7 separate regions of the Mus musculus genome follow, and regions 1, 2, 4, 5, 6 and 7 are each linked to region 3. The links are chromatin contacts, called in public Hi-C and promoter capture Hi-C maps. All regions are on one chromosome and are shown on one strand. The core of a region is the stretch at or near the end of the contact, and the rest is flanking DNA. Distances in the headings are between cores, read along the strand shown. Region 1 holds the start of Gipc2 (GIPC PDZ domain containing family, member 2). Region 2 overlaps St6galnac3 (ST6 (alpha-N-acetyl-neuraminyl-2,3-beta-galactosyl-1,3)-N-acetylgalactosaminide alpha-2,6-sialyltransferase 3). Region 3 holds the start of Pigk (phosphatidylinositol glycan anchor biosynthesis, class K). Region 4 overlaps St6galnac3 (ST6 (alpha-N-acetyl-neuraminyl-2,3-beta-galactosyl-1,3)-N-acetylgalactosaminide alpha-2,6-sialyltransferase 3). Region 5 overlaps St6galnac3 (ST6 (alpha-N-acetyl-neuraminyl-2,3-beta-galactosyl-1,3)-N-acetylgalactosaminide alpha-2,6-sialyltransferase 3). Region 6 overlaps St6galnac3 (ST6 (alpha-N-acetyl-neuraminyl-2,3-beta-galactosyl-1,3)-N-acetylgalactosaminide alpha-2,6-sialyltransferase 3). Region 7 overlaps Gipc2 (GIPC PDZ domain containing family, member 2).

The links. Promoter capture Hi-C pulls out the DNA fragments that hold promoters and counts their contacts. A called contact is a pair of places that touch in the nucleus more often than the background predicts.
Region 1: a promoter capture Hi-C map of liver shows a contact between it and region 3. The contact joins the promoter of Gipc2 here to the promoter of Pigk in region 3. A contact is called at or near these places in 3 of 39 promoter capture datasets (hematopoietic stem and progenitor cells, liver and pre-B cells).
Region 2: a contact with region 3 is called in a promoter capture Hi-C map of embryonic stem cells, with 4 times the contacts expected there. The contact joins the enhancer-like site here to the promoter of Pigk in region 3. A contact is called at or near these places in 15 of 39 promoter capture datasets (the 3T3-L1 cell line, 3T3-L1-derived adipocytes, the C10 cell line and 9 more).
Region 4: a contact with region 3 is called in a promoter capture Hi-C map of embryonic stem cells, with 4 times the contacts expected there. The contact joins the enhancer-like site here to the promoter of Pigk in region 3. A contact is called at or near these places in 6 of 39 promoter capture datasets (embryonic stem cells, hippocampal neurons, liver and 2 more), 1 of 484 Hi-C or Micro-C datasets (large pre-B cells), 2 of 115 datasets of contacts at active chromatin or transcription factors (both in embryonic stem cells) and 1 of 9 other capture datasets (adipose tissue).
Region 5: a contact with region 3 is called in a promoter capture Hi-C map of cranial neural crest, with 3 times the contacts expected there. The contact joins the enhancer-like site here to the promoter of Pigk in region 3. A contact is called at or near these places in 4 of 39 promoter capture datasets (the C10 cell line, HPC-7-derived erythroid cells, cranial neural crest and 1 more) and 1 of 115 datasets of contacts at active chromatin or transcription factors (embryonic stem cells).
Region 6: a contact with region 3 is called in a Hi-C map of bone marrow-derived macrophages, with 14 read pairs. The contact joins the enhancer-like site here to the promoter of Pigk in region 3. A contact is called at or near these places in 2 of 39 promoter capture datasets (the C10 cell line and pre-B cells), 2 of 484 Hi-C or Micro-C datasets (CD4 T cells and bone marrow-derived macrophages), 1 of 115 datasets of contacts at active chromatin or transcription factors (bone marrow-derived macrophages) and 2 of 9 other capture datasets (adipose tissue and liver).
Region 7: a Hi-C map of myeloid progenitors shows a contact between it and region 3, with 3 times the contacts expected there. The contact joins the enhancer-like site here to the promoter of Pigk in region 3. A contact is called at or near these places in 9 of 39 promoter capture datasets (the 3T3-L1 cell line, the C10 cell line, the HPC-7 cell line and 5 more), 5 of 484 Hi-C or Micro-C datasets (the G1E-ER4 cell line, LSK cells, embryonic stem cells and 1 more) and 1 of 9 other capture datasets (adipose tissue).

What each region holds. Positions count from the first base shown.
Region 1 is chr3:152,164,062-152,167,271 of GRCm38.p6, forward strand. Gipc2 (GIPC PDZ domain containing family, member 2) reads right to left here and starts at 1,839. Exons shown (of 6, transcript NM_016867.1): 1 at 1,587-1,839. The coding sequence starts at 1,826.
Region 2 is chr3:153,640,724-153,643,674 of GRCm38.p6, forward strand. The region is part of intron 1 of St6galnac3 (ST6 (alpha-N-acetyl-neuraminyl-2,3-beta-galactosyl-1,3)-N-acetylgalactosaminide alpha-2,6-sialyltransferase 3); the gene reads right to left. Among named protein-coding and RNA genes, the nearest start is that of Gm52633, 47 kb to the left of the region's middle. Within about 2 kb of position 1,283, at least 12 of the 459 cell types and tissues checked have an H3K27ac peak or open chromatin away from gene starts, as enhancers often do. A contact at or near this core is called in embryonic stem cells, where this site is marked.
Region 3 is chr3:152,712,492-152,715,449 of GRCm38.p6, forward strand. Pigk (phosphatidylinositol glycan anchor biosynthesis, class K) reads left to right here and starts at 1,609. Exons shown (of 11, transcript NM_025662.5): 1 at 1,609-1,736. The coding sequence starts at 1,644.
Region 4 is chr3:153,667,753-153,670,821 of GRCm38.p6, forward strand. All of the region lies in intron 1 of St6galnac3 (ST6 (alpha-N-acetyl-neuraminyl-2,3-beta-galactosyl-1,3)-N-acetylgalactosaminide alpha-2,6-sialyltransferase 3), which reads right to left. Among named protein-coding and RNA genes, the nearest start is that of St6galnac3, 56 kb to the right of the region's middle. Within about 2 kb of position 1,284, at least 59 of the 459 cell types and tissues checked have an H3K27ac peak or open chromatin away from gene starts, as enhancers often do. A contact at or near this core is called in embryonic stem cells, where this site is marked.
Region 5 is chr3:153,623,593-153,626,512 of GRCm38.p6, forward strand. The region is part of intron 1 of St6galnac3 (ST6 (alpha-N-acetyl-neuraminyl-2,3-beta-galactosyl-1,3)-N-acetylgalactosaminide alpha-2,6-sialyltransferase 3); the gene reads right to left. Among named protein-coding and RNA genes, the nearest start is that of Gm52633, 30 kb to the left of the region's middle. Within about 2 kb of position 1,524, at least 1 of the 459 cell types and tissues checked has an H3K27ac peak or open chromatin away from gene starts, as enhancers often do.
Region 6 is chr3:153,259,210-153,262,125 of GRCm38.p6, forward strand. All of the region lies in intron 3 of St6galnac3 (ST6 (alpha-N-acetyl-neuraminyl-2,3-beta-galactosyl-1,3)-N-acetylgalactosaminide alpha-2,6-sialyltransferase 3), which reads right to left. It overlaps Gm52634 (a long non-coding RNA gene), which reads left to right. Exons shown (of 3, transcript XR_003954698.1): 3 at 1,152-2,916. Among named protein-coding and RNA genes, the nearest start is that of Gm52634, 4.2 kb to the left of the region's middle. Within about 2 kb of position 1,587, at least 48 of the 459 cell types and tissues checked have an H3K27ac peak or open chromatin away from gene starts, as enhancers often do. A contact at or near this core is called in bone marrow-derived macrophages, where this site is marked.
Region 7 is chr3:152,113,385-152,116,313 of GRCm38.p6, forward strand. All of the region lies in intron 3 of Gipc2 (GIPC PDZ domain containing family, member 2), which reads right to left. Among named protein-coding and RNA genes, the nearest start is that of Gm40179, 7.7 kb to the left of the region's middle. Within about 2 kb of position 1,592, at least 168 of the 459 cell types and tissues checked have an H3K27ac peak or open chromatin away from gene starts, as enhancers often do. A contact at or near this core is called in the G1E-ER4 cell line, adipose tissue and myeloid progenitors, where this site is marked.

The DNA.
Region 1 (3,210 bases), core at 589-3,088, 550 kb before region 3:
ACTGGACAGACACATGCAAACAAAACACCCCCACACATAAAGCAATTTTCTTAAATCTCAAAAAAAAAAAATTAAAAAAAAAACCCTCTTTTCTTATTGAAACCTCGCCTTGACCTCAATTTCATTTAAACAGACCTAATAAACAACTAATTTAAAAATAAAAAAATAAGAAAACACCGGACATGTAACAGCAGAACAGATGTATGTAGGCCACGCTCTGACAAGAAGTTGCTCTCAGCCGGGAGTGGTGGCGCACGCCTTTAATCCCAGCACTTGGGAGGCAGAGGCAGGCGGATTTCTGAGTTCGAGGCCAGCCTGGTCTACAAAGTGAGTTCCAGGACAGCCAGGGCTACACAGAGAAACCCTGTCTCGAAAAACAAACAAAAGAAGTTGCTCTCTACAACTTCTGAAAGCCCACAGCAAAAGCCTGAGAGCCTAAAGAGACAGGGTGTGCGCATGCGCACACCCATATTTCGAGTTCCCCGGCAAGAGCACCTACACTCACACAAAAATGAACAAAATATTTCCATGTGTGTAGCTGCTAGTAGAAGCCAGCGGACAGTCCTGAGCATTGCTTCTTAGACTCTGTTCGCTTTTTTTTTTTTTTTTTCTTAAAAACAAGTTCTCTCACAATCCTGAAACATACCAAGTAGACTAGGCTGGTTCAAGCCCATCCCCTAGGCACTGGGGTTACCACTGTGCGTTTTTGTTTTGTTTTGTTTTGTTTTGTTTTGTTTTTGTTTTTGTTTTTTCTGATGAGTTCAGGAATTTGAGCTCGAGTCTTTTGCTGCAGCTCCGAAATATTTCACACCTGCATTTGCAGGTAGCTCTCTTGAGTAAGCACAAAAGGGCCCACAAAAACCCCCATAGACTAACGCATCCAAAATAGGACCTATGGCAACTCCGGCTTCAGGCATCAAATAATCAACCTACTTATGTTTCTTGGTCTCTTTTCAAAGATACCTTGGAAAAAATGAAGCTGAGCTCTTCCGTGAAAACTGTGTTTGCTAGTTGGAGAGTTTGCTATGATTTTCTGAGTTACTTCCTTTGGAATAACAGCCCATGTTTTACATTTCTTACATATTAACACCGAAACGGTTCGTTCTGGAGGCGTCCAGTGGAGAGCAAACGAAGCTTCACGTTGTACCCACCGAGAGGTCTTTCCTCCTCCCTGTGGTGTGTCCAGGGAGGCACTTTCCCCCTCCTATTTAACACCGGTTAGACTCCCAGTGCAGCTCTCTGACAGAAAGCCTAAGAGTAAAGTCCAAGTCCTGTGGAAGGCATTAATTTGTTCCAGCAGATCTGCGTCCGGGAAGGTGCTGGCGCACATCCTATCCTGCGAGACTAGACCTGAGCAAGTCTACAGCAGACTCCTTAACAAAAGAAAACTCAGTCGCCTTGACCCCAGTGACCCACAAGCCGGATCTGAGCGGATAGTTTCATCCGGTCCCAGGACTGGGCTTTCCACCACCAAGCTCTCTTCCCCTGAGGCGCTGGGGACCGACCCCACCCTGCTGGCTACCTGAAGCTCGGGAACTGCTGCGCAGCCAGCTTGGTTGGAGGACAGGCTGTGCCCCTGTGCTTACCTCGGATGGCGCGATCTCGAACACGCCGGCAATCTTGGCGTAGAGCTCGCTGATGCTGGAGAAGTCCTCCACTCGGCCCGTGGCGCTGCCGTGCGCCAGCTGTGCGTGGAACACCAGCTTGCGTGCCGGAGCTGGGGGTCCGGGGACACCCTGGCTGCCACTGGATCTCTCGCCCTCCACCAGCCTCGCGGCCTCCTTGGACTTGGCCGCCTTCTTCTTCCCGCGCAGTCCAAGCGGCATCTTGCAGGTCCCAGGGCGTGGACCACCTGCGCTGCGGCGCAAGCTCCCTGGCCTCGGACAGCGGACTTTGCGCTTGGGGGCCCGGCTCCGCGCAGGTGACAGCGGCTGCTGGGCCAATGGTAGCAGCGCTTCCGCCTAGCGGCGCGGGCTTCAGGTCCCCTCCCTGTGAAGGACAGGGCACCTGAGCCGGGCAGCTACCTACTCAGGCAGAAGGAAAGCTGTGCACGAGTCAACCCCCTTCTAGACTCAGACCTCCTCTCAGTGAAAAGGAATTGGTTTGTATGAAGGGCCGGGGATGCTATAACAAAGGGCCTTTGCTCGCGGACCGGCCTTACCTTGCCTTGCCTTTCAGAATCTGGGCGCTCAACTGGGCGTGGTGGTTCAATGATTTCAGCACTGTTAAGGCTGGGACAGGATAATTGCAATGGTTGGAGGCTAGCCTGGCCTACAGAGTGAGTCCGTCTCAAACACACACCCACGACCAAAGCCCCTCAAATTATAATATTTACAGGAAAACGAAAGGATGGAGAGAGGACATTATTATGTTAAATAGAGTAGGCCAGATTCAAAGAGAAAAATGTTGCCTGTTTTTCTTCTCCTGTGTAGAATCTACATGTGTCGGGGAACATGCAAACAGAAAAGGAACATGAGAGAGGCTTGGGGTTGTGGAATGCATCTGACAGGAAAGTAGGGAGGGGGAGGGGTTCCAGAGAGAGCGGGGGGGGGGGGGAGACATCGAAACAGACAATAACGACCTGTGCGCATGAAAACGCCATAAGCAAACTCATAACTTTGTGTGCTAATCTTAAAAAAAAAAAAAATGTAGTAGACAGAGCATTCGGCCACATTTGGGCAACCCCAGCCAGACTTGTGTAGCAGCCAGCCTTCCTCGCCATCTAAGCAAAGGAGGTCACACGAGTCAAGTCAAATACTCCAGCCATTCCCGCAGCCCCTCTCTCTAGCCTGTTCCTCTCGGAAGGCCTGCTTTCTCCCCTAGGTTTTCAACACTCCCAAGTCCATTGTTCCACATCCTAAGAGAAGCTCTCTCCTATTCTTCAGAGAGCTGAAGCCATTCACTGAGTTGTGCCTGCCCTCAACTCCCCATGCCTCATCAGTAATTCTATCCACCTCACTTCTCTAAGCGCTGAAGCAATCCTTCATCTGACCCCATCTGATTTCTCCACTCAAGGGGCTCTCTTTAAGAAAAAAAAAGGGGGGGGGGACATATGCAAACGCACGCACGTGTGTGTGTGTGTGTGTGTGTGTGTGTGTGTGCGCGCGCGCGCGCGCGCGCGCGGGTTCGTGCACACACTCTCGAGTGCTGCTGTGCTTGCCAGGGCATTTGGCCCAAGCGTTTCTGGGATTTCTCCGTTCTCACCTCCCT
Region 2 (2,951 bases), core at 33-2,532, 930 kb after region 3:
CATCTCTCAGACGACACCTCCACACACAGTAAGATAAGTGTCAAGTCAAGATCCCAATGACTGAAGTTGTTTTAGGTAATTCATAGGTTATAAAAACTAATGAGAAGTGGAAAAAATATGAGGGTATTATAACACTCCCATTAAAATGAAAATCTATATTACACTTTATATTCTTCAAGTAACCATTCCAGAACAAAGCACCAAGCAATATATCAAATGCTCCATGGGAGGGGGGGGGGGGAACCTAACTTCATGAATGTTCAGAAATAGTTGCCTATGTATTCTTTTAAGTCATAATCATCTCCAATATCATGATTATCAAAAAAAAAACTGCAAAAGGTCATAGCTTACCACACACACAAAGGCATACTCACATGTACACACGCATACACACACACACACACACACACACACACACACACACTTTGAAAACCACCATTATGAGCAGTTTTATGAGCAGCACTGGAAGCTGTAGCATGTGTGAGGAGTGAGCATCCAGCACCCAGGCAAGCACTCCTTTTATTTCACAGTAAAGGCTAATTTAAAACTGTACGTAAACGAGGTGTGCATAGGGGAAGACTGTTGCTGGGAACATGCTTGCCTTGAGAGCAAAACTGTCAGATTTTAAGGTTCCCCAGAACCTAAGTACAAAAGTCTGCACAGAGAGTGGTCGCCTCGGCACCTGGAAGGCAGAGGGATGGATCCTGAGACTTCCTGACAGGCCAGTGAGAGACTGTCTAAAAGAAATAAGCAGACAGCTCCCAAAGAATGACGTCTGGTGTTGAGCTCTCTCTAGCCTCTACAAGCATGCATACACCAGCATACACATACTATTTGAAGGCACATTCCCCTACATGATAAACACACACACACACACACACACAACACACTGGCTGGTTGCTACTCTTTGATTATGTCTTCAGAGGGGTTGGCCAGTGCATCTGAGTTCTGATTGGACAAATAGTAGTTAATAGCCAGATGACATGGTCTGTCTTTTGAAACAGTGTGGGATGATCTCTGAGAACCACTGGTTATGTGAATGGTAAACATGGCTCAGTAGTGAAAATTCCCTCACCCATCTTCAAGTCTGGGATGCAGAAGAAAAAGACTAGTAGACTAAATCAGAAATTGGACTCTTGAATTTTTGTTATCAGAGTCTGCTGATGATATCGGTGACACTGGCCACCTTGGGAGAGGCAGCGACCCTAGCAGGCATGACAAAGAAGCATTCTCATTTGAATTCCTGAACATCCATGCCAATCACAGCTTTAGAATAATCACGCAGGCCTGCCTCCAGCTGCGCTCTGAGTCACATTCATTTGTTTTTCCTTTTAAGACTTGTGCAGACTGGTACTCAATTCTAAATTCTAATCTTAACTCTCAATCTTGAAAGAGGAGACATTTAAAACATTCGAATTGAATTTACAGTATTAATGGCTGGCAATTATTAGCATTTCCAGATGCAAACTACCTGTGTGTGTTCTTCACGGTACTGAACACTAACCATATTTTTATGGCTAATGTGAAAATTAGTTAGCTAATGTGGATGTTACCTTCCTAACGTGGCGAGAGCCGTGGAAGCATATAAAATATTGCATATCGATTAAATATAAGACAAGGGATGTCTTAATAATCCCCATGTGATTAAAAGACAAGAACAGACTCCATTCTCTGGCTCTATTACATTTCAGTGATGTAACAGGAATGAGACAGTTTACATCTGGAAGCCCTTACCATATCAATGATCAATCAGAAATCCTGACTCCACAAACAGGTAGGCAGCCCACACTCTTCTACCAGTGAAACGGAAACAACCAAAGCTTTCTTTCCCAAACAGGATTGGGGTCAGCTCCTGAATTCTACTTCTATTCCAGCCATAGGCCTGGATAAAGTCAGTCCTAAATCAGTCAACACTAACAATAGTAGCAATAACAATAGCTATTGTACCTGTATGTCAGGATTAGTTCAGGACTTGAGTGGGGAAAAGAGGTTGGTTCTAGTTGGCCAAACATCTTCACAAAATGGAGCTGCTCTGAATTTTTTTGGCTGAGGAAACTTGACCTCCACAATGTAATTTGCTGAATGCTACAGAGAGTAACTGTTAAAGGAAAATTTAAAACCCCGGCTTTTCCATAACATGTTCACTGTGCAAATACTGTCTGAACGCCTACCATGTACACAGCTCAGTCCTGAACTTGACCATGAACAGAAGAGAGATCCTGTCTGCTCAGAGCGTGCCCTAAGGGAGCTGTTAGCGCTTTATAAATGGCAAACCAGAGAAACAAATGAAGACAAAGTCCAAAGAGAAAACGTAACCCTGCGAAGAAAGCAGAACCGGAAGGAAGAGAGGCGTACAAGTCACACTGATTGTATCTAAACGAGTCTGGACTCGGACTCTCCAGCAACGCAAAATTGGTCATACTTGAGGAATAGTTCAGGAGCCGTGAACGCACGCAGTTTTAAAAGGAGATGATGGACTAAAGAAACAGGGTCATTGCCAAGAAGCGGCAAGGGATGTGACCATGGCAAAGGTAGCAGGGAAGAAATGTCAGCCAGAGAATAAGGCTCAAGGACAATTAGGTCAGACAGTGCTCCAGATGTGGACCAAGGATGGTGGACGGCCACACAGTCTGTGAGCTCTCCCATACCAGTGTCCCTAGCACAGGACCCCGTTATGTTGGAAAATGGCCAGTGTGGGCAAAAACTAAAGAAAAGGCCTCGCTAAGGCTGTAATGCAGGCCACTAGGTCAACAACCGAGGCCTGAAAAATGAAGGCCTTCCAAAGTATTTTCAAGGATCGGTGCTGTAAGGCAGAATAGAGAGGGAGGATTTTCACCTCGGCAAATGGAGAGCTAAGCGCCCTTGCTAAGAGGTTTGCAGAAAGCCTGAGGCTTAACCAGAGAAGAAGAACCGAGCTGAGAAGGAACCAACCTCCCTGCTCAGCCCCAAGA
Region 3 (2,958 bases), core at 359-2,858:
ATGCCAAGAAGTGCTTGTTGACAGGAGCCTGATATAACTGTCTCCTGAGAGGCACTGCCAGAGCCTGACAAATACAGAGGTGGGTGTTTGCAGCCAACCATTGGACTCATCATGGGGACCCCAATGGAGGAGTTAGAGAAAGGACTGAAGGAGCTGAAGGGGTTTGCAACCTGTAGGAAGAACAACAATATCAACCAACCAGACCCCCCAAAGCTCCCAGGGACTAAACCACCAATCAAAGAGTGCACATGGAGCGACCCATGGCTCCAGCTGCATATGCAGCAGAGGATAATTTTGTTGGGCATCAGTGGGAGACGAGGCCCTTGGTCCTGTGAAGGCTAGATGACTCAGTGTAGGGAAATGCTGTCAGTGTAGGTCAGTCTGTTGTAGTAGAAGCAGTGGGAGGGGTGATGGGATAGAGGGTTTCCAGAGGGGAAACATGGAAAGAGGATAACATTAAAAATGTAAATAAAATATCCAATTAAAAAAAAAGGGCTTTTGTGGGGAGTGAAGAGATAGCTCAGTGGTTAAGAGTACTGGCTGCTCTTGCAAAGGTCCTGGGTTTAGTTTTCAGAACCCACGTGGTGATTTAACAACCATCTCTGGTTCCAGAGGATCTGATGTCCACTTCTGACCTCTGCAGGCAATGCACACACATTGTGCTTAGGCATATATGTAGGAAAAATATCCATACACGTTACATAAAATCCAAAAACTAAAGTTGTTTTGTGTGTGTGTGTGTGTGAAACAAAAAGGACACAAAACACTTTCAAGCAAAACTGGCCATGGTAGCACGTGCTTTTAATGTCAGCACGTGGGAGACAGTGGTAGGCAGGTCTCTCTGTGAGTTCAAGGTAGCTTTAGGTCAGGCAGGGCTTCATAATGAGACCTTGTCTCAAAAAAAATTAAAAGAAATATTCAAAGAATAATTAAAATGGATGAGTAATAGTGTTACAACAAAAATTTTTTTCAAAATTAGAAAACAGAATGACCAGAAATACTGTATATTTTTTCCCTTCTGTATGGTGTCTGTGTGTACGTGTGTGTACGTGTGTGTACGTGTGTGTGTGTGTGTGTGTGTGTGTTTACAGGCCCACTTATGGAAGCCAGAAGCAGGTGTTGGGTGCCACCTCTTTCTGACTTGATCTCTTGAAGCAACATCCTTCACTGAACCCATTTTTTTTCCCCTGTAGGTTGGCAGTCATTAAACCCCAGTGATCATATTTCCATTTTGTCGTCCTTTAAGATTTAGAAATCTTGGACCACATAGCCAACTAACTGATAGCACCACACCAAAGGGAAACATCAAATATTGTGGATCCCCAAATTATCTTTTTAAAATTTCCTCCTTAAATATTGTGTCTATTTTACAAAACAAACCTAGAAACATAGCTGAGTAAGTAATTCTCCAATTAGGTTGCCCCGGCCACTCCAGAACCTGAATGGAGGAAGGTGTATGCGGTGGCAAACAAAACAAAACAACAAAATGAAGCAACAAAACAAAACAAAAACTAAAACAACTCAAGGCCACTACCATGGGAAGAACAAACCAAACCACACCCCCCCGTGCACGGCAGCGGCAGCGCTGCTTTACGGCACTCGCCCCGCCCCTTTGCTCTTCGGGGCGTGAGAAGCCGGCAAACATGGCGGCCCCCTGCTTCCTCACTCTGCGGGTGGCTACCCTGGCCGCCTTGGCGCTCTTGTCTCTCGGCAGCTCTGCCGCTGGACACATCGAGGTAGGCATCGGTGTCTGTTGAGGACCGACCCCAGGGAGGACCGTGTGACTGTGAGCGCCTCAGGTGCAGGACGCACGGCCCCTGAGGGCAGCCGCCTGCAGCGTCTTCCCTCCCCGGGCTGTGTTGTGGGATTCAGGACCGTCCGTCCTGAGGACAGGGACCGGACACAGCCTTTTAGAACGCCCTGTTAAGAGTGCGAAGCCAGCGGTGACGAGGGAGGAGGACCCGGTCCTCTGCTCCTGTGACAGGCAGGGCACGCGTGGGGACTGTCATGGCTTTGGTGTTTTGCTCCTCCGCCCTGACCTCCTCCTCCCTGAGGCTGCAGGACGTCTGGTTTCTTTACGATGCTGTTACCAGCGATTTCCCCAGCGACGCGACTTGGATTTCTAGCATTATTTTTTAGACCTGCTTGCCCGGGCGTCAGCACACACTGTAAAAACACCTCGTCCAAGTTTATCACCGAGGCTGCCCTAGTCTCCTAACTCAGCAGGGGCAGTTCTGGTTTAGTCTGTTCTCTGAGCTGAGGACGGAGTAACTTTTCAAATGCTGACCTGATCATGTCACTCAGGACCCCTTCTTGAAATCTCTTACACCTTCTTTAAATGTCTAGCTTTGTTAAGCTTTCAGTTTCACAAACCACTGGGACCCTTTTGCCATTGGCCCAATTTTTTTTTTTTTGGTCTGGAATTGTCTTTTCATCTTTTGGGTATTCGCCCAAAATGTCACTTCTGTAGGGAAACCTTCCCTTACAAAGTCATGTTCCCCTGTTACAATTACAGACCACATTTGGTGTCTTTATATATTGTGTGGTGAGTTCTTTGCTAACGTGTGTCTATTTAACTGGACAGTAATCTCTGATGAAGGCACGCACTGTGATCTGCTGTCATCCCCGACAGGATAGATGTCTAAGCATACAGTGAATCCGTAATTGTACATTGTAGTGCAGTGCATTTACATGTCCACCTGTATTAAACTCTGATGTGCTTGAGAGAAGATTGCATGCCTTTTGGTGATTTTCCTATCACCGTATTCCGTGGTGCTTGGCACGTAGAAGGTGCTCCGTTAACTAAATGTTGACTGATTAACGTTACATTGCTGCTACAGAGTTCTCAGTAAAGTTTCAATGGAGCAACAAGTTTGAGCCTAGAAAGGACGCTAGAGATTATTTAGGTCAAATCTCATTTTCTTTTGGAGAAATTCAAGCTTAAAGTGCAAACTGACT
Region 4 (3,069 bases), core at 34-2,533, 950 kb after region 3:
CTGCATGTATCCCAGGCTAGCCAGCCTGTGGGCTTCTCAGGGCTCTCCTCCTTGACCTTTCACCTCATTGTAAGGGCACAGGGATACATATCCATGCTAATACACCCACCTTTACATGGGTTTCTGGGGATTTGAACTTGGGTCCTCACACTTGCATAGCAAGCACGCAGATGCTTTTAAGCACTGGTCTTGCATCCCGCCTCTGGCTGAACACCATAGCTCAACTGCTACAGCCCAGGCTGGGAATACCAGCACCCCTCCAGAGGCACCCTACCTCCTCTTCGTGGAGATGCTTGTGATAGACACAGTGCTGTCAGCTCACTAGGACTTCATGTTCAGACATGTTCCCACCCTGAGCACTTTTTTAAAACTCTGAGATTTCAGAGGCTGACCTTTGCAGGACTCTCAGATCTCCCTGACAACGAGCATGCATTTCATCTTTCTTTTGGGGAGGCAGGGGAGCATTGTTAAGAAGGGGTTTCATATACAGCTCATGCTAGCCTCAAAGGAGTCCACATGAGAGAGACAGGGAGAGAGCAAGGGAAGGGGAAAAGGGAGAGGAAGAAAGTGAGCTAGTTCAAACAAGCATTTCCTCTAGAACTCACAAGCCTTCTGACTTTGACCAAAAAGTTAAAACCCTTGAAAAGACTTTCACCTCAGAGAATCGTCATCTTGGGCCCATGGTCCCACACAGGCCAGTTCCCTTCAGAGGAAAACAATGGAAGCTTTCTTTAGTCTCCGTAGGCATGACAGAGCTTACGTGCAAGTGCCCATTCTCTCACACGGCCATACACACACACACACACACACACACACACACACACACACACGCACACGCAATGCGGCTTTCACGCAAATACCGGTCAGTACAGATACAGACTAAGGACTGCTGAATTCCAGTCTCCTCTGGGACGGGGATGGCGGAGGGGAGGGGCTGTGCTCCAGCAAGAGTGTGTGCTCACAGCAGGCTATCTTGCACTTCCCTAGCCTTTGCTTAGATCCCCACACCTCTGCCTACTCCACACATATTGCAGTCACGATCACGGGAACACGGGACACAGAAACATGTATCTCCTAACACGTGGCCTGGGAAGGTGGTGCTCTGGGCAAGGCTCACTGGTACTCGATTGGCCGCCATATTTCCAGAACTCCCCCAGATGCGAGGTGTGCAAATAGCTAACAGCAAAAGGAGACTGGAAAGAGAAGCCTGGGGAAGAAGACAGCAAGGACTGAGGAGAGCACAGAGGGTTCAGCCACCTGGTCATTTAGCTGAGTCATGGTCTCCTCCACACAGGGGCAGAGCAGGAAGCAGGAGAGTTGACAGCAATGGCAGGTGTCCAAGGGGAGCAGAGGCCTGGCTTCTGGGGTCGCATTTCCTGACTCTAGAATCTGAGTTTTCCTTTCTGGAAAAGCACTGACACCACAATCCATTGTGAATTTATGAGATGCTGCTTTCTCAAGCTCCTGTGATTGGCCGTGACCCTGTGTAAATAACCCTGGGCACGGTCTCGTGCAAATGACTGGTATAAAAAAAAAAACACGCCATTTCTGACGCCTATAAATTTGTTAGTTCTGGATAAAATACTCTTAGGAAGAACTTTGAGACAAAGACTATAATTCAAACTCATCCTAAGCAAGGGAGTGAAAAGGAAGGAACCGCTTTCTGAATATTTGAATCTGCTTTCCCAGAACTAAATTAGACCTGAGGTGCCCCGAGCCCGGAACCAGAGGCTTCCCAAACTCTGCTGTTCGGCCAACCGTGAAAGCTACTCATCGGTAGGAACTTTCCTGGGTTTGCTCATCTGAAGCCGACTTGGCATGCACACCAATCCCACACACGGCTGATCACTACCATTGATGCTTCTCTTCTTTCTCTCTCCAAAAGAACCAAGGTAGAATTAGCTTGGGATCTCTCCACTGAATCATAGAAAATACCACAGGATAAGATGAAAATTGAGTTTTGTCAAAACCCTCACACATTACCAAGCCATGGAAATGCTTTTATCTGTAAGCTGTATATCAATGAACAGACAGTGCACTGACAACAGACTCTGTCCCGGACAAAGTCTGTCTCTTGACAGAAATAAACACATTTTAAACAGCTACTGACCAGGTTCACATCCTTGGAGTCTGACCTTTGAAAAGTGCACTTAGACATGGTCTGCAGCTGCCTCTTTGCTGGCTTTTTACAAGGAACAGTTCCGAAGCAAAGACGCTGTGGTAAGTCTTGTGAGCCTGTTAACTGTGGGTGGTGGTGATTTCCAGTCTGTGAGAGAAGATTCCTGGACACCGCAGAGGAGCAAGCAGGGCGGTCGGGCCTTCAGCGAGCCAATGCTGAAAGTTAGTTGCGAATGGATTTCCCTTTGAGTCACAGACTCAAGGGCACACCTTGGACAAAGCCTTCTAAGATCTCCTCTGTGCACTCTGCTCCATGGAGGGCCACAGGGGATGGCTGGAAACCAGTCATGTGATCCCAAGCCAGGAGTGGAGGCCCACGCGTGGAAACTGTTGAGAGGAGCATCTGCCACGTTACTGGCACATTCCGCTGGCCTGCACCTGCTAGACAGAACCGCCCAGAAGGAGAGGGATTCTTTGGGGTGACAGTGTGCTATGACTCAAGTCCCTCCCTGATGTTCAGTTTACAGTATGGTCTGTTTGGATGGGAATGATTGAGAGCTGTTAAAATGTGTTAAGTCGTAAGAGAGTGCCGAGGAGGGGCATAGTCGGCAAAGCGTTTGCCACGGAAGCGTGGAGTACTGAGTTTGACCCTTTTCACCCACAGGAAAAAGTAAATAAAAATTAAAAAGAAAGTTAAAAGGCTTTGTTGGAGCTAAAGAGAGGCATCAGTAGTAAAAAGCCAATAGCGATCTTGCAGAGGACCCAGGTTCAATTCCCAGCACCCACATAACAGCCCACAGTTGCCTGGGACTCCAGTTCTTTAGGCTCCCTGTATGCAAATGGTAGACATTCATGCAGGAGAGGCATACACACACACAAAACAAATAAATAAAATTAATTTCTTAAAAACTGAGTGTGGTATCGACATATAGAATCTCGATTGACAGGATA
Region 5 (2,920 bases), core at 274-2,773, 910 kb after region 3:
CTTCAACACATAAATTTAAACTATTTTAATTCTAATTGAGGATTTCTTTACCATACACCAAAACTGACCTCCGATGACACACATGTAGCCATATGAAATTTTATTGTTGGGAAAGTTTTTATCTATCATCATAGTTTTGTAAATGATTTAAAAAGTAAAGCTTTGGTTTCCCCAGGGATAAGGTCGTTTTTGTGACCCCCATCTCTAGAGGTGGTTTCTTACCCATTATTCTCGCTTAAGATCTTGGCCTAGGCTGCCAAGAACATGTAAATAAGAAAAGGAATAAAAGAAAACAAAACAGATAGATTGCCATGAGAAGTATGGCTTAATAATTTTTTTCTCCTGTGAAGAGTTCCACAACCAGTTCCAGGAGGCCTCCCCCTTTTGAGGTCAATCACTTCAGTCTGTGAAACTTGTCACACAGATCCTACTGGAGGTGGTGTGGCACCCTAGGTCCCCTTGGGAACATCAGTGATTTTCTGTGCTATTTAAGTAAATGACAATGCCTTTGAATTACTGCAAAAGTTTGCCACTGTAGTCCTTATCCGAGCCAGAAAATCTGTCTGCTGTGCTCTCTGTCTGTCTGCTATGCCCTCTGCTGTCTGCTGTGTCCTCTGTCTGTCTGCTGTGTCTTCTGACTGTCTGCTGTGCCCTGTCTGTCTGCTGTGCCCTCTGTCTAGTGTACCCTCTGCTGTATGCTATGTCCTCTGTCTGCTGTGCCCTCTGTCTAGTGTATCCTATGCTGTATGCTGTGTCTTCTGTCTGCTGTGCCCTCTTTCTTTCTGCTGTGTCCTCTGTCTGTCTGCCATGTCCTCTGTATGTCTGCTGTGCCCTTTGTCTGTCTGCTGTGCCCTCTGTCTGTCTGTTGTGCCCTTTGTCTGTCTGCTGTGTCCTCTGTCTGTTGTACCCTCTGTCTGTATGCTGTGTCCTGTCTGTTGTGTCCTCTGTCTGCTGTGTCCTCTGTATGTCTGCTGTGCCCTCTGCCTGCTGTGCCCTCTGTCTGTCTGCTGTGTCCTTTGTCTGTTTGCTGTACCCTCTGTCTGCTGTGTCCTCTGTCTGTCTGCTGTGCCCTCTGTCTGTCTGCTGTGTCCTCTGTCTGTCTGCTGTGTCTTCTGACTGTCTGCTGTGCCCTCTGTCTAGTGTACCCTCTGCTGTATGCTATGTCCTCTGTCTGCTGTGCCCTCTGTCTAGTGTATCCTATGCTGTATGCTGTGTCTTCTGTCTGCTGTGCCCTCTTTCTTTCTGCTGTGTCCTCTGTCTGTCTGCCATGTCCTCTGTATGTCTGCTGTGCCCTTTGTCTGTCTGCTGTGCCCTCTGTCTGTCTGTTGTGCCCTTTGTCTGTCTGCTGTGTCCTCTGTCTGTTGTACCCTCTGTCTGTATGCTGTGTCCTGTCTGTTGTGTCCTCTGTCTGCTGTGTCCTCTGTATGTCTGCTGTGCCCTCTGTCTGCTGTGCCCTCTGTCTGTCTGCTGTGTCCTTTGTCTGTTTGCTGTACCCTCTGTCTGCTGTGTCCTTTGTCTGTCTTCTGTGCCCTGTCTGTCGGCTGTGTCTTTTGTCTGCTGTGCTCTCTATGTCCTTCTGACATTGTTTCCTCTACTCAGTAGCGCTGAGTCAGTACTTTAATGTAGATTCCACTGTTTTACTCAGTCAATGCTCTCAGAGGCTTTCGGAAACTTGAATTTTACTAATGCAATTGTCAATGTGTTCTGTACAAAAACCATGTGAATGGTGTTGCTGGTGCTGCAAGAATTCCTTCCCTGGGGAAACACAAACAACATCTACCCCTTCCTCCTATGGTCCCAAGGACAAATCAAAGTAACATTTCACCTTGTGGAACCAACAACTGTATGAGTGAGTGAAGGGTTGCCTGAAACACAGACAATGGATTCTCCACAGCCATGTGGTAGAAGACACCCTTCTTTTAACCTTTCCCAGCCTGTACACACTAGCATACCACCACAGAGCACAGAGCAATGTGCAGTTAGGGTAGAATTTCATGAAACTGACTGGGAGGAGTGGCTGGTACTCAGATGAGGGCCACGACCCTCCCCACTTGCTTCCCTCTGTACCCCACTATAAACAGTCACTGACATTTGACAATGGGTCACTGTGGATCTGCTGCAAGAGGCAGTTGTTTTGATTGGTGGATAACATTCAACAAGCACCTATGACAGGTTTAAGGTTGCTACCTTGCCTGCAAACACAGCGCCCTGCCTGCATATCTGGCATCCTCATAGAATCCCACATCTAAAGGAACTGCTCCAGTCACTTCTCTGGATTCTTCCAGCTTCTTCCCCTCCCACCTTTCTCTCCTCTCTTATATTTGTATGGAATAGTATATAACTGTAGTTTACCCTTACCTTTGTGCTCTTTTGCTTTTAGAAAAGCTATTTCCTCAATACCCCCACAGCCTGACTTCCTAAGTAAGAAACCATCATCTTTAGCAAATAAGTACAAAACAAAACAAACAAGCAAAAAAAAAAAATGTCCTTAGTGCCGAGCAGCCACAGGGCTACTTATAAACTCAATTTCTAAATCAATAATGAATTCTCAATCTGAAAACATTACCTGCTTCCTAGCCCTGAGAGATTATAGTCTTTGTCTCCACATCAAACTTTAAAAGGCTGTAACTTCCCAAATTTGGAACCAAGAACCACTTACACACATGCACACATACGTACATGCCTCTCCGTTAAGAAACTAATTTCAAATTCTGTATTTATTGTCGTGTTTTTAGAAACTTTACAATGGCTAGCATATGGAGAAGCCATCAATTATTAACTCAGCTAAGAACATGATCTAAAGTTACATATGAATCACAGAAGCTATGATCCATCTCGTCAGGAGATAGAGATCTGGCTCATTTTGTGGCTCCAGTGTGCCAGAACACATTTGGTTTTAGAGCCCAGGAAGTTCCTCAGA
Region 6 (2,916 bases), core at 337-2,836, 550 kb after region 3:
GAGAGAGGTTCACACACTGTACAAGTACTTCTGACTATAATGAGGATTATAAAGGTCAGACTTGGTTGACAATCATGGATCCTTGCAGATGAAATGTTTTACCAGCAGGATTTTGCTCGTTGGGATGGTGACAGTGTGCTCATTAGCATCCACAAGCCGCATATCCATAGGAAGCATGTAAGCTTTCAAAGGTCCCTACTGCAAACAGACAAAAGGATTTTCATCCAGGCAGTTATTATTTAAAGAAAAAGACCCAGGTAGCTGAAGAAATGGCTCAGCAGTTAAGAACACTTTCGGCTCTTGCAGAGAACCTGGGTTCGAGTCCCAGTAACCACTTGGTGGCTCACAACCTTCCTCCATAACACTAGCTCCAGGGGATCTAAACCCTGTTTCTGACTTCTGCAGGCATGAAGCACACGTGAGGTCCTTAGGCATACATACATACATACATACATACATACATACATACATACATACACACACGCACCCAGACAAAATACTCATATACATACAAAAATTAAAAAAAACAAATCTAAATTTAGAAAATCGGGTAGTAAACAAGAGCAACTAATTCCTGTTAATTGAACAGTTGCCACACCCCACAGTTTCTAAGGATACTTGGAACGAGTCCTCTCTACTTGTCATTTTTGAAATGTGGAAAATAATTAGTTGGCTGTACTTACCCACAGCTAAACATATTGAAACTTATGAGCAAGAAGCTTGGAGGCAACAGTTAGTGTTCTCTTTCTCTAGTGGAACAGAATAAGGCATGAACACTAGAACGCTGCCCTCCTGAGCTGCAGGCTCTGTTAATACATGGGGGAGGGGAAGCAGGGGATCTCACATTGCATTTTGCATTCCCACTCCTGAAAGCACCCTGCATAATACCCCTTGCAGCTTTGGGAGCACTGATGCTAAGTATCTCTCCACTTTCTATGTCTTTGTGTGTGTGTGTGTGTTTCCAGATATTCATGCAACAGCTGGGGGCAGGGAGGAGGCATGCCAAGTTTTCAAGGGCTATGGGGAAAATGGATGTTTTTATGATATGATTTATAAATGATATTATATCTATGAAACTTTAATGTTTTAATTTTGGCGCACATGGCATGAATTAGTGAGCCAAGATAACTATTAGATACTCATTTTCACAGGAGCAGTTCCCAGGAAAAGATAAAGGGGTCACTCCTGGCGAAGATTACCTTTCCGGCAGAGACACAAGCAACCAGAGCCAGCCTGGCCCTCCTGGTAAAGCAGCACAGCTGCAGGAATCCTAATAATTTCCATTTCACAACGGTAAAATCAAAGTCAGAGCAATGGGAAGATGAATCACAGTACTTGGACTTAATGCGGGAAATTGGGGAAAACAAAGTAGACAAAGAAGAGTGAAGGCACTTAGAGTTATTTACATAGAACAATTCTCCTTTTATGTTAACCCATCTGATGAGCTGTGCAGCAAATCCACAGAGGAAAAGAACTTTGCACAAAGCCACAATTTGGTCTTTGAATTACAAAAATGTGTTGTTTGTCTTCTTTTGTTTCATTGTTTCACTTTCTCTTCCTCTTAAGTTTAGGAGGCGGGAGGGTGGAGAGTTACTGCTGCTTCCGCACTCACACTGTATCTAGACTAGCCTAGACTAAGACTTGAGCCTGCACTGGCTGGGGTCTCCCAGGTTAGGGAGGAGGGGGAAAGAATGATCAAAGAGCCAAGGGATTCCATGTGTCTGAGCTCCTAGACTCTCACAGTTCAGAATGAAGGGAAACCAAAGGACATCAGGAATAAACTCCATGAAGAGACGGAGGCCTTGAATGGGCCCTGGAGAATGTAGAAATCGGACAGCATCAGATTTCAGATGGAAGAGGTAATCTCCACAAGGGATCCTACTGGATAAATGATGGTACTTGGAAAACAGATAACAGGCATAATTAGTGGTTTCAAAGAGGGCATGTTACGTATGCAAATGGACTTCTTGGGCCATGAGAAGCCACACTGCTCAGTCTGCTGTCAACCTAGGCTACCTGGAATTGTCCCCTTCTGGTTTTCCTCTGGGCCAGTCTCCTGGCTGATTCAAACTGATCGAACAGCATTCAAGAAACTGCTCCAGATGACTGGAAAGTGTAACTGATGTTTTCTTCATAAACCAGAGTTGCAATTCTGTATCTCGGGGGACTAATATTTTGACGCTTCAGGGTGTTATTCTGTCTGTGTCTGGCTGCTACACAGAAGGCTGCCAGAACCATCCTCCCAACCTCCCACCCCCACCCCCACCCCGGTCTAATAGCCTCAAGGCAACAGCTAGCATCAATTATGGCTGAAGAATAAGCAATCAACCCACAAGAAGCAATTCAAATGAAAGATAAAATTGTTTCTGGATATTCTATACTATCCAAACTTTGCTCTACAAAGAGACTGGAGACCACTGCATTCTTCAGGGTGACTCTGGGCACCATTAAATCCCTTCCCTGGCCTTCCACTGTCTAAGTAAAACCCCACCATGGTCTGAAAGACCCACTGTCAAACAGCTACAGCCCTCCCTCCCCCATCCTCACCTCATCTGACCATCTCCTGGGGAGGAGCAGAGAATTCTTTTAGCAGAGTGGACTAAGGTCTCCCACGCTGGCTTGCTTGCCCTGGCCACCTGTTCCCTGGTTAGAGAAACCGTCCTCCCCACCAGCCTTCTGTTGCTTGTCTCAGACTAATGATGATGTATGGGGCGATATGTTCTTCCTAATTATGAAAAGTGCTGTCCATTGGTTGCAAGATTTTTATTTGATATTTTCTCAGAATCTTGGCTAGCCTCTGTGCCTTGGGGCCCTTCAGTAAAATTAGATCTCAGAGCCCCCATATGGGATGTGACACACAGCTTTTAACCAGGAGCTCTTACTTAAAAAGGAGAAGTGAGTCTCCACAGATAGAAT
Region 7 (2,929 bases), core at 342-2,841, 600 kb before region 3:
TCTTCTTACTTACCAGCTCAGGGTGAGCTGCTGGAATTCATTATATAGCACAGGCCTGCTTCAAACTCCAATGATCTTCCTGCCTTGGCCTCTTGAGTACTGTGATTACAGACATGAGCCACCAAGCCCAACTGCCCTGACCTTTTGGGACATCTATGGGGACTTTCCACTGAGATCTGACGGCCCCCATGGTACACTTGGTTTTCACACAACGTCATAGCTTACAGTCATGTTCTAATGGCCGTGGCTAATGGTTTACCCTGTACAGCAATCGCCCTTTGGTCAATGTGCACCATGGCCCACAGGCAGTGATTAAAAGCATGGACTGTAGACTCTCAACTAAGCCAGCATCCTCGGAGCTTGCAGCTACAGCTTGAGGAGTAAAATCCTTATCTGTAAGCAGAATGTTGTCTACAGGGCTGAGCAGGCTCCCACAGAGCGAATGCATGGAGGACTCTGGGCCGGGCAGCCTACACCTACTAGCAGACTGCTGTGGCTGCCCAATGGTTGAGAGAGGGTGAAGGGTGACTGGGAGTGGGAAGGAGGGAGGGAGGCAGAAATGGAGGGAGGGAAGGAGGTGGGGAGGGGGGGAGGGAGGCTCTTCACTCCCTCCAGAACAAAGCCATTCACACTCTTTCTGAAAATGGGAAACATGCGAAGGTCCTTCTTCATAAGTTCAAAAAGTTCACTCCAAACATCAGAAGCACAGGCCTCTCTCCCTCTGTCTCTGTCTCTTTGTCTTCATTCGCATATATTTTCACCCCTCTCAAATAAAGCCATATAATGGCTCCCTTCAATTGGGAGTAGCAGTAGATAAGCCTAATAGGGTTCCACTCAGAGTCCCCAAAACAGAGAGATGCAGCAAAGCCTTCACAGATGCTCCACACAGGAGATCCTCTAGAGGCTGTCCCATTAGCAGGAGGCCTTGCAGGGGAAGAACAGTGCTGTGGAGAGCCAGGGTGATGGATGTAATCCCAGAACTCTGGCCTCTGCCCCCTCCATCCCAGAAAGGGAAACACAGCCCTCCCCTAACCTGCCTCCATCTTGAGTGGGACGACAGAGCTTGGCAGAACGTTGCAACAGACTCCAAGCTGCAAATCCAGGGATGCTTGCCGTCCCTGGGTTCCCAGAACAGACAGATCTCAGGGACTGACAAATACAAGCCAGGTTCACTAGGAGCAGACCCTACCACCGGTTTATCCCACAGGAAGAGAGTGGTTTTACACAGCATTGAAACCAACGGGTGTCATTTTATAGAACTGCTGTGTTAACTCTACAATCTTGCGATTATTTTTAATTATGCACATACACAAACGTGCATTGAGTATGTGTGTGTGTGTGTGTGTGTGTGTGTGAGAGAGAGAGAGAGAGAGAGAGAGAGAGAGAGAAGGGGGGGGTCAGAATCTTCCTTTAAAAGTGGTGTCTGAGCAGACACCCAGCCACCAGGGGTAAAGACGCGAGATGACCACAGCCAACGGCAGAGAGGACTGAACAGAGCAGAGGAGAAACCGGTCCAGCCCATGAGTTCTGCAAAGTCAAAGACTTCAGAAGCAAGGAGAGGGCAGTTGCACAGTCCCGCCCAGCCGGGTGACTCTGCGCTTTCTCTCTCTGGCCTGCCTGGGATGATTCATCTAAAACTTCCCTCCGACTGCTGTGAGCCCTGAGCTGCTCAGGATACTTGGCAGCAGATCAAAGGGCTGGGCATGAAGGGCGTTCCCTTGGGCCAAGGCTCTAAACTGGGAGTTAGCAATTATGTCTGATGCATTCATGAGTGTTATGCACATACGGTGCTTGTAGCTTTTTCTTTTTTTAACTAGTTGACAACTTTTTGGTTATTGGTTTGTTTTATTTATTTATTTATTTATTTATTTATTTATTTAGAGACATGGTCTCATGTAGCCCAGACTGGCCTTGAACTTAATTTGTAGTCAAAGGTGATCTTGAATTCCTGATCCTCCTACATTCAGCTCGCACACGATGAGATTACAGGCTGAAGATTCTTAAAGTCCTGGTTTATGTGGTACTGGGGACCGAACCTAAGACTCCGGACATTCTAGGCAAACACTCTACACCCCAACCGCACTTCTATCTCTCTCTCTCTCTCTCTCTCTCTCTCGATGGGGATTGTACTCACTACAAAGACCAGTCTAATATCAAAGTCAGAGATCTGCCTGCCTCTACCGCCTGAGTACTGTGGTTCAAGTGCTTGCAACACCATACCTGGCAAATTTTTGTTTTCAATAAGGGTTTACAGCTTGCTTAGAAAGAGTCCCTATGTTGGTAACCAGCTGAGTCTTCCATTGAAAATATTTAGACCAGTTTTGCTTAGAATTCATCTCAAACATTTACTACGCCCCATTAAAGACAACCTGGCCCTTCATTCATCTTCTTCCACAGAATCATTGTGACAGAATGAGTTATACTGCATTAAACATTAATGACAACCCCATTTTGTCCTTGTAAGCACTTTAAAACCTTGACCAAAACAATGTTCGTCAATGACAGATAAAATGCATTATCGATCTAAAACCCCGAATTTTCCCCAAAGCCCCTTCCACACCCCAAATGCCCATTTATTTTTTTAAGCTTTATTTATTTATTTATTTAATGTATGAGTCCACTGTAGATGTCTTCAGACACACTAGAAGAGGGCATCAGATCCCATTACAGATGGTTGTGAGCCACCATGTGGTTGCTGGGAATTGAACTCAGGACCTCTGGACGAACAGTCAGTGCCCTTAACGGTTGAGCCATCTCTCCAGCCCCCATTTCTAATGTTAACACCATTCTTTCATTCAGCCTTCCAGGACAGAAACCTCAAGAGTAAGGGTGAGTTATGGGCTTCCCTCCCATAGGCCTAGGTATCCAGCAAGCCAGCTCCTACCTGCGCCTACCCCTAAGAGTGTTAAGGAGATATTTGAAGCGGTTT